Regions from separate parts of the Rattus norvegicus genome. Here region 2 is linked to region 1. A link is a contact called in public Hi-C data. All regions are on one chromosome and are shown on one strand. Each heading gives the region's core, a stretch centred on a gene start, on an enhancer-like site or on the middle of the called end of the contact. The rest is flanking DNA. Distances are from core to core; before and after follow the strand shown. Region 1 holds the start of Rfc2 (replication factor C subunit 2). Region 2 overlaps Clip2 (CAP-GLY domain containing linker protein 2).

Region 1 (5,153 bases), core at 604-3,103:
TCTCTCATCAATCATTTGCAGAGGGATTCATGAGACATATCTTGTCCAAGTTGGGTGCAACTGGTCCCTTGTTGTTCTGCGGATGAAGTGGTCCCAGTGGTGTCAGCAGGGACATGCTCACTGAGGAAATGTCAACAGACCAAAAACAAAAGTAAAGACAGACCACAGCTCAATGATAGGCCTGTGCGGTACAGGGACTGACAGACCACCCACAGCCAAGGTCTTAAAGGTCACCCCACATCCAGGGACATAAAATGTGTCCTCTCTGCCCGTCTGTGAAAGTGCCGTCCTTGTTTTCTTATTACTAAAGAGGAAGCAAGAAGGCCAAGCGTGGCCGGAAGTGGTGGCGCAGCCTTTGATCTCAGCATTCCAAGGACAGGAGCAGGGGGATCTCTGCCAGTTCAAATCCAGCCTGGTCTACACATCCAGGTCAGCCAGGGAGAGACATTGTCTCCGCTACAATAACAAAAAGCAAGACAGGAGATTCAAAACTGCTAAGCTAATGTTTAACTAAAGAGTTCAAACGCAAACCTCTGTGCTTATGAGAGGCACTTGGTGGAATGTATCTAGGCAGGCAGACTATGGAAATAAGCAGTTTGCTGAGGTTGCTAACCATGGGGCAAACCTGCTTGGAAATCACCAGCCTTACACCTTGAAAATGCCACCTTGGGAGAAAACATCTTTTTTTTTTTTTTTTTTTTTTTCTTGTTGATACTGGTGGTGGAACCCAGGGCTTCTGACACAGGCCCTATTATTTGAGGCAGAATCACATACCTTAGGTCTGCCTCCGTCTCCCAAGCGCTGACGCTACAAGGTATTGTCAGGTCAGCTTTTTTGTTGTCTTGTTGAGACAGAGTCTCCCCTATGTAGGCCCAGCCTGGCCTAGAACTCACTCTCCTCCTGCCTGTTTTGTTAATGTAAGAATGACAGGTATGTACCACTCTGCCTGGCCAGAAAGTATCATTAGTTTTGTTGTTGATATTTTATTTTATTTTATTTTTTGGATTTTTGTGAGAAGCTCTCACTATGTAGTTCTGGCTGGCCTTGAACTTACAAAGATCCACGTGCCTCTGCTCCCAAGTGCTGGAATTAAAGACAAGCCTGGACCTAGAAAGTAATCTCTTTAAAAAAAAAATACTTATTTTAGTCAGACAGTGGTGATGCACACCTTCGATCCCAGCACACAAGAGGCAGAGGCAGGCAGATGTCTGAGCTCGAGACCAGCCTCGTCTACAGAGTGAGTTCCAGGACAGGCAGGGCTACACAGGAAACCCCGTCTCAAAAAAACAAGTAATTTAATTATGTGTATTCATGTGTATCTGTGTTGGTATGGGCACGTGAGTGCAGATGTTCTCAGAGTCCAGAAGAGGGTGTTGGATCCGCTGGAGCTAGAATTACAAAGGTCTGTGAGAGGCTTGATGTGGGTGCTGCAAACCAAACTCAGGTTCTGGACAGGAACGGTATGGGCTCTCAACCAGGGAGCCTCTCTCCAGACCTGGTCTACAAATTCCAGGGCAACCAAGGGCTACATAGAGAAACACTGTTTCTAAAAAAAACAAAAAAACAAAAAAACAAAAAACAAAAAACAAAACGAAACAAAACCTAAGGAAGTAAAAAGAAAACAAAACGAAATGAAATAGAGTACAATTAAATAAGATACAATAAAATGTCTCTCTTCCCCCGCCTCTCAAACGCGAGCTCTGTGGCCACCGCGACCTCTAGCGGCCAGGGGATGGCTACGCTGTGCTCTCTGCGCAAGCGCAGGAAGAGACCGCCTCCCCAAACACGCACTTCCGCTTGCTCTCAGCGTTGCCCGGAAACCTGGGTCCAGACTTCCGTGGAAGCGTCATGGGGCGGAGCTTCGGGTGGCGGGAAGAGCAGGCACCGGAATGGAGGTTCAGGAGAGCGGCAGTGGCTCGGCTGAGAGTGGGACGCAGGAGCCCTCGCCTGTCCCCAGCAAGACCACCGGCCACTACGAGCTGCCGTGGTGAGCCTGCAGCCATAGTAACGCTCGCGTAGAGGGATGGCAAGTGAGGGCGGGCTCAGTAACTCCAGGAACCCGGCTTCGGCCTGGGTCTAGGGGGGCACACCGAAGGTGCAGAAGTCCCCCAGAACCACCCCAGAAGGTTCAGGTCCCCAGGAACGCAGATTTTCCTTTTTCTTCTTGGAAAATCTGCTAGGTTTTTGTTTTTCTTTATTTTTTTTTTTTGAGACCGTGCCTTATGTAACCCAGGCTGGACTTGAACTCACTACATAGCAAAGGACGACTTTAAACGTTGATCCTGGGGCGACAGGCATGCATTATTTCCGTAAAGCAGTGCCGGGGATGGAACACAGAGCCTCGTGCGTGCTAAGCTAGCACTCTACCGACTGAGGCCCATTCACAGCCCTGGGTTTCACTGTGCAGCCCAAGCTGGCTTTGAACCTTCTGCAGTCTTCCTGCCTCAGCTTCCCAAGTGCTGGAATGGCAGGTGTGAGCCACCAGGCACCTGTTAGGTCATCATTAGCGGCATAGTGAGTTTGAGACCAGCGATTAGAGTACTTGAAAAACTGAGTTTAGTCCCTGGATTCTACATTTTGGAAGGAGAGAACTGATTCCCAAAGTTGTTCTCTGATCTCCACAAATAATAAACGTGTATGGATATATACTTAAAACATAAAGCATTCAGGAGGCTGGAGATGGTGGATCTCTTGAGTTCGAGGATCAGGAGTTCCAGTCTGGCAAGGACTGTGTGAAACTGGAGAGAGAGAAAGGAAAGAAAACAATGAAAAAAAAAAAGAGCAAAGGAAACTGATGGTCAGATCATGGTTAATCTACATCCGTACGCAGAGCTAGAAAAACGTCCTTTTGGCTTTCAACATTGACTGTTTATTTAAAAAGCAGAACTTAGTGGTCAGAAGGTTGAGCTAGACAGATCATGAGTTCCAGGCCATCAGGAGATTGATCCAGTTGATAGGGTGCTTACTGTCAAATGGAGACCCACATTTCCATCCCCAGCCCCTCGTGGTCTGGGCCTAGCGATACATGCCTATGATCTTGGAACTGGAGAGCTAGGGGCTGAATAATTGGAATTCAAGGTCATCCTTTGCAACATAGTGAGTATTAGGCTAGCCTGGGCTACACGAGACCCTGTCTATGAATAACTAGATTCTAAATAGGCATAGATGTTTTAAATTTGTGCTCTCAAGCACTGGGCTCTCTCCTGCCTCAAGGGAACAGTATTTTAATGAAGTGACCAAGAGTTATTTTCCCTAAGACCCAGGCTTCCCGGTCATAGTCCCAGACCACCGACTGCTGCTAGAGAGGGAGGGGAGTAGGCCACCTGGAGCAATAGCACATCTGGCCTGTCACCACAGACTCCCTGAAGATAGTCTCCTCATTTGGTATAATAAAGGGGTGCACCTGGGTCCATCGCTGCCCACCTGCCAGCCCCTGCAGATGGTTGTCAAGTGTGCACCAGGGCTGGCGAGCCAGAAACCACAGCTTACGCTGGTTCCCTCTGCTCTGTGGAGTGGACAGGAGGAGCCAGGTCATACAAAAGTTCTGCTGTTATCTTTTCTCAGTTAAGCCTTTCTTTTCACACTTCTTTACTGGGGGGAAGACCTCTAGTATTCTACCGTTCTACCGTGTGGGTCCCAGGGATCAAACCCAGGTGGTCAGGCCTATCAGCAAGCACTTTGATCCATTGACCCGTCTTGCTGGCTCCTTTCGTGGTTTTGGGTTAGCTGTTGGTTGGTTGGTTTTTGTCTGTTTAAGGTTCTCTTTAAGTGTGTGAGCGCTTTCTTTGTCTGTGTGTCTATATGGGACAATGTATGCGGGCAGACATGAAGAGGCCAGAAGAGGGCATTGGATCCCTTGGAGTTAAGAGTTCCAGGAGGTTGTGACTCACCGTGTGGATGCTAGAAGTCCAACCTGGGTGTTCTGTAGCAGCAAACACTCTTTTTTTTTTTTTTTTTTCTTTTTTCTTTTCTTCTTTTTTCTTTTTTTCGGAGCTGGGGACTGAACCCAGGGCCTTGTGCTCGCTAGGCAAGCGCTCTACCGCTGAGCTAAATCCCCAGCCCCCGCAGCAAACACTCTTAACCACTGAGTCATCTCTCTAGCTATTATTTTTGTCTTTTAAACTTATCGAAAGTGTCTCATTTAGCCTAGACTGGCCTTGTACTTGTTATATATTTCTGAACCTCCTGTCTCCACCCCCAAGATACCTGGGATTGCCACCCCGCCTGGCGTGACTACTTATATTTATTTATTTATTTTTATGTGCATTGGTGGTTTGCCTGCATGTGTGTCTGTGTGAGGACCTCAGTCTGTGGAACTGGAGTCACGGGCAGTTGTGAGCTTCCGTGTAGGTGCAGGGAAGGAATTGAACCTAAGTCCTCCGAAACAGCAGCCAGTGCTTTCCGCCTCTGAGCCATCGCTCCAGGACATGATTATCTATTCATTTTGTGAGTGTGCGCGCGCCATACGTCCAAGTCCCACAGCATGTGGAGGACATCGGTTCTCTTCCTGGGCCATCTTGGTTCTGGAGATTGAAATAAGGCTGACTAGCTTTGCTGAGAGTGACTTTATGTGCACTCTTGCTGGTTTCTTATTTCTTCTTGAAGTAGTTTATGTACGTGACAGAGGCTGGCCTGGAACCCAGAGTCCTCCCGACTCTGCCTCTGTGTGTTGGCATTACCCACAGCCCCGCCCTGCCAGAGTTTGGGTTGTCCTTTCCTGCCCTTTCTTCTGTGTACTGTAGGATAACCATGTCAATATTTGCTTTTTCCTCAACAGGGTTGAAAAATACAGACCAGTGAAGCTCAATGAAATAGTGGGAAACGAAGACACTGTGAGCAGGCTGGAGGTAAAGGTGCCGGGAAAACACACACACACACACACACACACACACACACACACACCCCTGACATCACATCATGGATCCAGTAAGCTAGTGGGGATTGGAGAAAGGTTGCCGAGATGGTGAAGGAGAGGTTACTTTAACTCTTCCTCTCGGGAATGACATAGACCTGATGAACAGAACTTAAGCGAAGAAGGGTTGATTTGGCCTTGGCTCACAGTCTGAGGGAAACAGTCCGTCATGGTGGGGAAGACATGGCAACAGGAGTGTGAGACATTGGTCACACAGCAGAGACAGATGGATGCGGTGCTC
Region 2 (5,600 bases), core at 553-3,052, 81 kb before region 1:
CAGTCCTGTAAGAGGACATGCCTGCCACCAGGCCACACCTCAACCTGTGAAAAGGAACCTTGGGAGGATGCAGGGACCCAGTGTGCCAGCAGGGGGAGCAGACATACTTGAATCCCTCTCCGTGAAAAAAGGGAAGCACCCAGCAGGCTTCCTGCTGCCCCTGAACTGCTATTTGGAAAGTAAGGAGCAGAGGATGAAACTTAGGACGTTTTCCATATTAGGCACCAGCTCTATCACCGAGCCACGCCCCCAGCCCCTCATGGTGGATTCTAGGCAGGGGCTCTACCACTGAGCCACGCCCCCAGCCCCTCCCTGGGGGATTCTAGGCAGGTGCTCTACCACTGAGCCACGCCCCCAGCCCCTCACTGGGGGATTCTAGGCGGGGGCTCTACCACTGAGCCACGCCCCCAGCCCCTCACTGGGGGATTCTAGGCAGGGGCTCTACCACTGAGCCACGCCTGTAGCTCATTCCCTATTGACTTATTAGAATGGGTTATCAACTTATTCTGCAGCTCAAGGAGGCCTGGAGATTGCGATTTTCCTGCTGCAGCTCCTGGTAGCTAGAATTTATGGTACTGAGTCACCAGGTCTGACTTGGCTATACCCTTGGTTAAGAAGATATTAAATAGAGGTGTCTTTTTTTTTTTTTCTTTTTCTGAGATCTGCCTTGGCAATCTTTTGCAGGACACCAGCCTTGACGCTCCAATCATAAAACAAGCTCTCAATATATACAACAGAGCGTGGATGGCCCATCTAGGGGCTTCCTTAACTGCCTTCTTCACAATGCTTATTTAATAGTAAACTCAGAAGCCAAGGAAGAAGAAGTTGATTGAAAAAGAAAAAAGGAGGAGCTGGTGAGACGGCTCAATTGGTAAAAGGCTTGCCTTGCTACTGCTTGAGTCTGGGCCCCAGAACCCACCTAAAAAGCTGGACACAGTGGTGCACACTTGTAATCCAAGCACCGGGAAGCAGATACTGGCTGATCCTTGGTGATGGGTGGCCAACCAGCCAACCTACCTACTTCAGATACCCCATGTCAAAAACAAATAGACTGTACCCAAGGTTGACCTCTGACCTCCACACATATGCACCCCATATACACATGCATGTGCACACATGTGAGCATGTACACACACAAACACATATATCAGCAAGGTGGAATATGGTGATACAAATCTGTAATCTTAGCACCTGAGAGTTAAAGACAAGAGGATCAAGAATTTAGGGTTAGGGGGCTGGGGAGATGGCTCAGCGGTTAAGAGCACTGACTGCTCTCCCAGAGGTCCTGAGTTCAATTCCCAGCAACCACTTGGTAGCTCACAACCATCTGTAACGGGGATCCGATGCCCTCTTCTGTTATGTCTGAAGACAGTGACAGTGTACTCACATACATAAAATAAATATATAAATCTTTTAAAAAAATTAAGGTTATCCTCAGCTACAGAGTGAATTTGAGGCTAGCCTGGGCTATGCAAGACCCTATCTCAGACAAACAAATAAGAAAAGAAAAAAAAGAGTTTCCTCCTGAGAGGAAGGCAACTATAGAATGCTATAGCACAAGGCAGGAAGAGGTCCTTTCTTACAAGACTTGGACCTACAGACAATTGATTCCCTGAATACCACACTGCAGAGCGATATCGTGCATGGACTAATTATCACAGTCCTAGCTGACCCTTTGTAAGGCTATTTTAAATGAGTTATTGGGGGCTGGAGACGCAGCCTGGCAGTTAAGAGTGGGCACTGCACTCGCAGATTACCTGGGTGTAATTCCCAGCACACAAGCCAGGTGGCGCACAGGCACTCGGAACGCCGGCTCCATGGTTTCCGAAGCCTCTGGCCACCATGGGCATTGGTGCTCACGGTGTATGGCTAAACACAATACATCTTGAAATGGACCAATGCAGGACTCAGAAATGTGGAGCTCGGAGCCGGTGAAGCATCCTTGCTGGACTTGCTAGAATGGACAGGGCTCTCTATACTCCTTGACACCCCCTCAAGGACTAATGGGACATGCTCATCTGGAGCAAGGACGATATAGCTGGGTACTTCTAGACTTGGGACAAAGTGGGTCATGGTGGCTGGGACCTTTCTGGAAGATAGAGAGACATCTTTGAGTCCCCGGGGAGGTGTCTGAGACAAGGACCTGGGAGGAGCAGGTCCTTTTTGTGGGTGCTACCTGAGTACTGGGTACCAGAGAGGAAATGGGAGCAACCTGTTCAATAGACTGTGTGTACTGTTTTGTCACGCTGGGGATGGAACTGAGGACCTCTGCTAGGGGGGCATTCTAGTGCTCTGGCACTGAGCCACACACTCAGCTCATTTAAAAAAATTAACTTTGAAATAGAATCTCACTAAGCTACTGAGGTTGGCCTCGAACTTGCCATTTGCCAAGTCTCAGCCTTCCAGTCTAAGCCAGTCAGCGTTCAGGGGCTAGCAAAATGGTGCCTTCGATGGCTCTCAAAGCCTGTGTATGAAGGGTCAAGCAGGGTCCTCTTAGACTACAGTGGTCCCAAGAATCCTCATGGCTCTGATGGAGGGAGACGGAAGCTCCTCCTCTGGGGCTCCCTTGGTCAGCTCCAGGCACAAGGAAAAAGCTCCCCCAGCTGGCATGCAGAGGCCACGCCCTCCCTGTCCCTCCCCAGCTGGGCCCCACAGAAGCGAATGCAGCCTACATGGCTGTGCTGGGCTGAGCACAGGGACTCGACAGCCTGCAGTCTATTCTCAGCCACCAGAAGCTTTTCCCGCAGCCGCTCGGCCTCCTGCCTGCTCTGGGCTTCCGCCCTCTGCAACATCTCGTAATCCAGCATCTTCTTTTCAGCCAGCGAGATCTGTTCTTTGAGGAACTCGATGGCCTGAGCCTGGCCGCGGTATTCCACATCCAGTCCCTCCAGCTCCTGCACACGTAGCTGGGCGTCACGACATTGGTCCTGGGCTTCTTGTAGCTCCAGCCGGTGCTGGCTGGCCTGCTCCTCCAGCTGTGCCCTCCAGTGCTGCTGCAGCCCGGCCAGCTCCTCCTGGGCCTCTTGCAGCTTCTGCCGCAGGCCCTCTTTCTCCTTCCCATGCATGGCCGTCTCTAAGTCATGCTTGGCCTGCAGGTTCCCTAACTCCAGTTGGTGCTCCATTTTGATGCCCTCCACCAGGGCCTTCAGCTCGCCAATCTCCTTCTGCTGGGCGCCTGGGCCAGAGTTCAGCGTGGCCTTCAGGTCTTCTAAAGATTTCTGGTGATCGGAGGCCAGAGAGTCCAGCTTGGATTTCCAGTTGTCCATGAGCCCCATGTTCTCGGTGGTGGCCTGCTGGACCTTGGCCTTGAGGTCTGCCACTTCCTGAGCGTACTTCTCGTTGGCTGCCCGAAGCTTGTCCACTTCTGTCTGGTACGTCTTTAGCATGTGCTCATACTTGTCCTGGAGCAGGGTGCTGTCCCGCTGGTGCTCCTTGCTAGCCGACAGCAGCCGCTCTCGCAGCCGCAGGGTCTCAGCGGCCTCTGGGTGGTCCGCAGGTGGTGGACCTGACTGGAGGAGGCAGTGTTGTAGCTCTTCGATCTCACCACGCCGCAGGCTCAGCTCTTCTTCTAACTGCAGCACCCGAGACTTCTCAGCCACTGTGGTCAGCTAGCAGGAGAGAGACAAGTCAGTGACCATGGATCAGTGATGGGGACATGCCAGCCAGGATGGGGGGACAGTCAGATGATGGGGAGGTGCCTATCCCTAGCTGGTGGTTACTGGCTGTTCTCAGGGACTCTATTGTACCCCAAATGATGGATGGGGTGAACCAAATGTCCTCATTGCTTAGGTAGCTTAGAACACATCACTGCACAAGAGAGGTTTGAGCTTAGAGGACTTTCTAGAGGCTAATATGTTATGTGTATGCATATCTCAGCAATCCTCCTGCCTCAGCCTCCCATGCCCAACCAGATAACCATTCTCTGACTTGCAGGTGGAGCTGTAGATCAAGGGGCCTATCTAGTGGGTGCTAAACCATCTAGTGAGTTTCCTGCACACAGCGTTCAGGCACACCAGTGCCTGTGATCATCTGGTCATGGCCGGCGTACACATGAAGCCATGTGTCTCCAGATACCCACAGCCCTGCACAGTGCTTCGGCTACTATCCACAAGCTGAGCCCTTGCCACAAGCCTCCAACTGTCTGCAGGGTGGTTTTCCTAATCAATTCTTGCTGCCTGGTTAAATTCCTCCCAGCAGAACTAGAGGTAGGCTGGCTAGCCATTTGGACACATGTATGGGTTACACGTACAAAAGGTGTGGAGAGGCCAGCTGGGCCTGGCATACAGGACATAGAACCACACCCTAGAACTGACTGGACCGTTCTCCCAAATGAGTTTCTCAGGGCCTCCCTAACACACCTATGGTCAGACTCTGAGGCCGACATCATCCCCACCTTTGGGGATATCCCAACATATAAAGCCCCATTTCCTGAGCCTCAGGTCCTCCAGGTTGGCTCTGTTGCCACCTTAGGAGTCTCTGGCCTAGAGTACTCTGGGTCTGCCTTCCTGTCAAGGAAGCAGTGTCCACCCAAGTATGGGGCAGACCACTCCCAGAAGGCTTCTTCATGGCAGTGCACAGGAGGGAGGCACAGGGAAGGTCACAGAGACACCTGCATTCAAGGAGCCATGAACTTGGAAGTAATCCCAGAGGACTGAGACCCCCTTCCCTAAGAGCATCACTTGGCCACAATGAGCCAGACTCTAAATTTCAACTTCCCTCCCAGAGGGGAGCACGGAAGGGGCTCGAAAAAGCAGCCATTATGATGGCAGAAGAAATGATTTAAAAAAAAAAAAAGCAAAGGGGGCATGGAAGGGCCAAGGCGCTGGCTGGGTGGGTGGCAATGGTGGGCACGGTTTACCCTGTTATCCGCTAATTCTCTGAGCAGCCGCTCGGCCTGCGCCTTCTCCAATAGCAGACTCTGCTCCAGCTCCCCAATGCGCGCGTGCTCCAGCTGGGTCTGGGTCTGCTCCACCCAGGGTGGGGGTGAGGGAGGGATGGCAGGGTGGATAAGGAAGGCAGGGACATGGGGGAAGGGGGTACAGGGAACAGGAAGCCGGAGAAAGAAAGAAAGGGCGTGTGAAGGGAAGAGAAAGAGAGAGAGAGAGGAGGCGTCATCTTCCGTGAACAAGACTGAAAACAGATCAATGAGCCGGAATTGCTTAGGGAAAAGAGAGAGGTCTCAGAAGTGGGGTTCATGAGGGGGCTGGGTGCCCTCCCATCACTGTGGCCTAGCTGGGCGGGGTGGTGTTCAAGGCAGAGGAGGCTGTGTAACCTTGCTAGCCTCTGGTAATGCAGTGGCCGTGGGTACCCAGTTCCTTCCCTTGTGGGATTTAAGGGTCTTTTTCTTCTTTTGTTAGGTACATTTTATTTCTTCCATGTGGGTCCCAGGGATCAAATTCTGGGCGTCAGGTTTGGTGGTAAGCCCCGTTACCTGCTGAGCCATCTCCCAAGCCCTTCTTTTTCTCTTTTTCCTTCTTTCTTTAGTCACTATACAGCTCCCAGTGGGCCTTGGATATCCTATGTAGGCCTTGAACTCACCTATGTCTCTACCTCCTGAGTGCCAGGATTTAGGATGTGTACTACTACATCTGTTTTTTCTT

What was found. A called contact is a pair of places that touch in the nucleus more often than the background predicts.
Region 2: a contact with region 1 is called in a Hi-C map of kidney, with 8 times the contacts expected there. The contact joins the enhancer-like site here to the promoter of Rfc2 in region 1. A contact is called at or near these places in 12 of 12 Hi-C or Micro-C datasets (the A7r5 cell line, the Rat2 cell line, Schwann cells and 7 more) and 1 of 1 datasets of contacts at active chromatin or transcription factors (oligodendrocytes).

What each region holds. Positions count from the first base shown.
Region 1 is chr12:27,766,725-27,771,877 of GRCr8, reverse strand. It overlaps Rfc2 (replication factor C subunit 2), which reads left to right and starts at 1,853. Exons shown (of 11, transcript NM_053786.1): 1 at 1,853-1,987; 2 at 4,778-4,847. The coding sequence starts at 1,890.
Region 2 is chr12:27,847,268-27,852,867 of GRCr8, reverse strand. It overlaps Clip2 (CAP-GLY domain containing linker protein 2), which reads right to left. Exons shown (of 17, transcript NM_021997.2): 9 at 4,859-4,963; 10 at 2,673-3,608. Among named protein-coding and RNA genes, the nearest start is that of Gtf2ird1, 41 kb to the left of the region's middle. Within about 2 kb of position 1,802, at least 18 of the 93 cell types and tissues checked have an H3K27ac peak or open chromatin away from gene starts, as enhancers often do.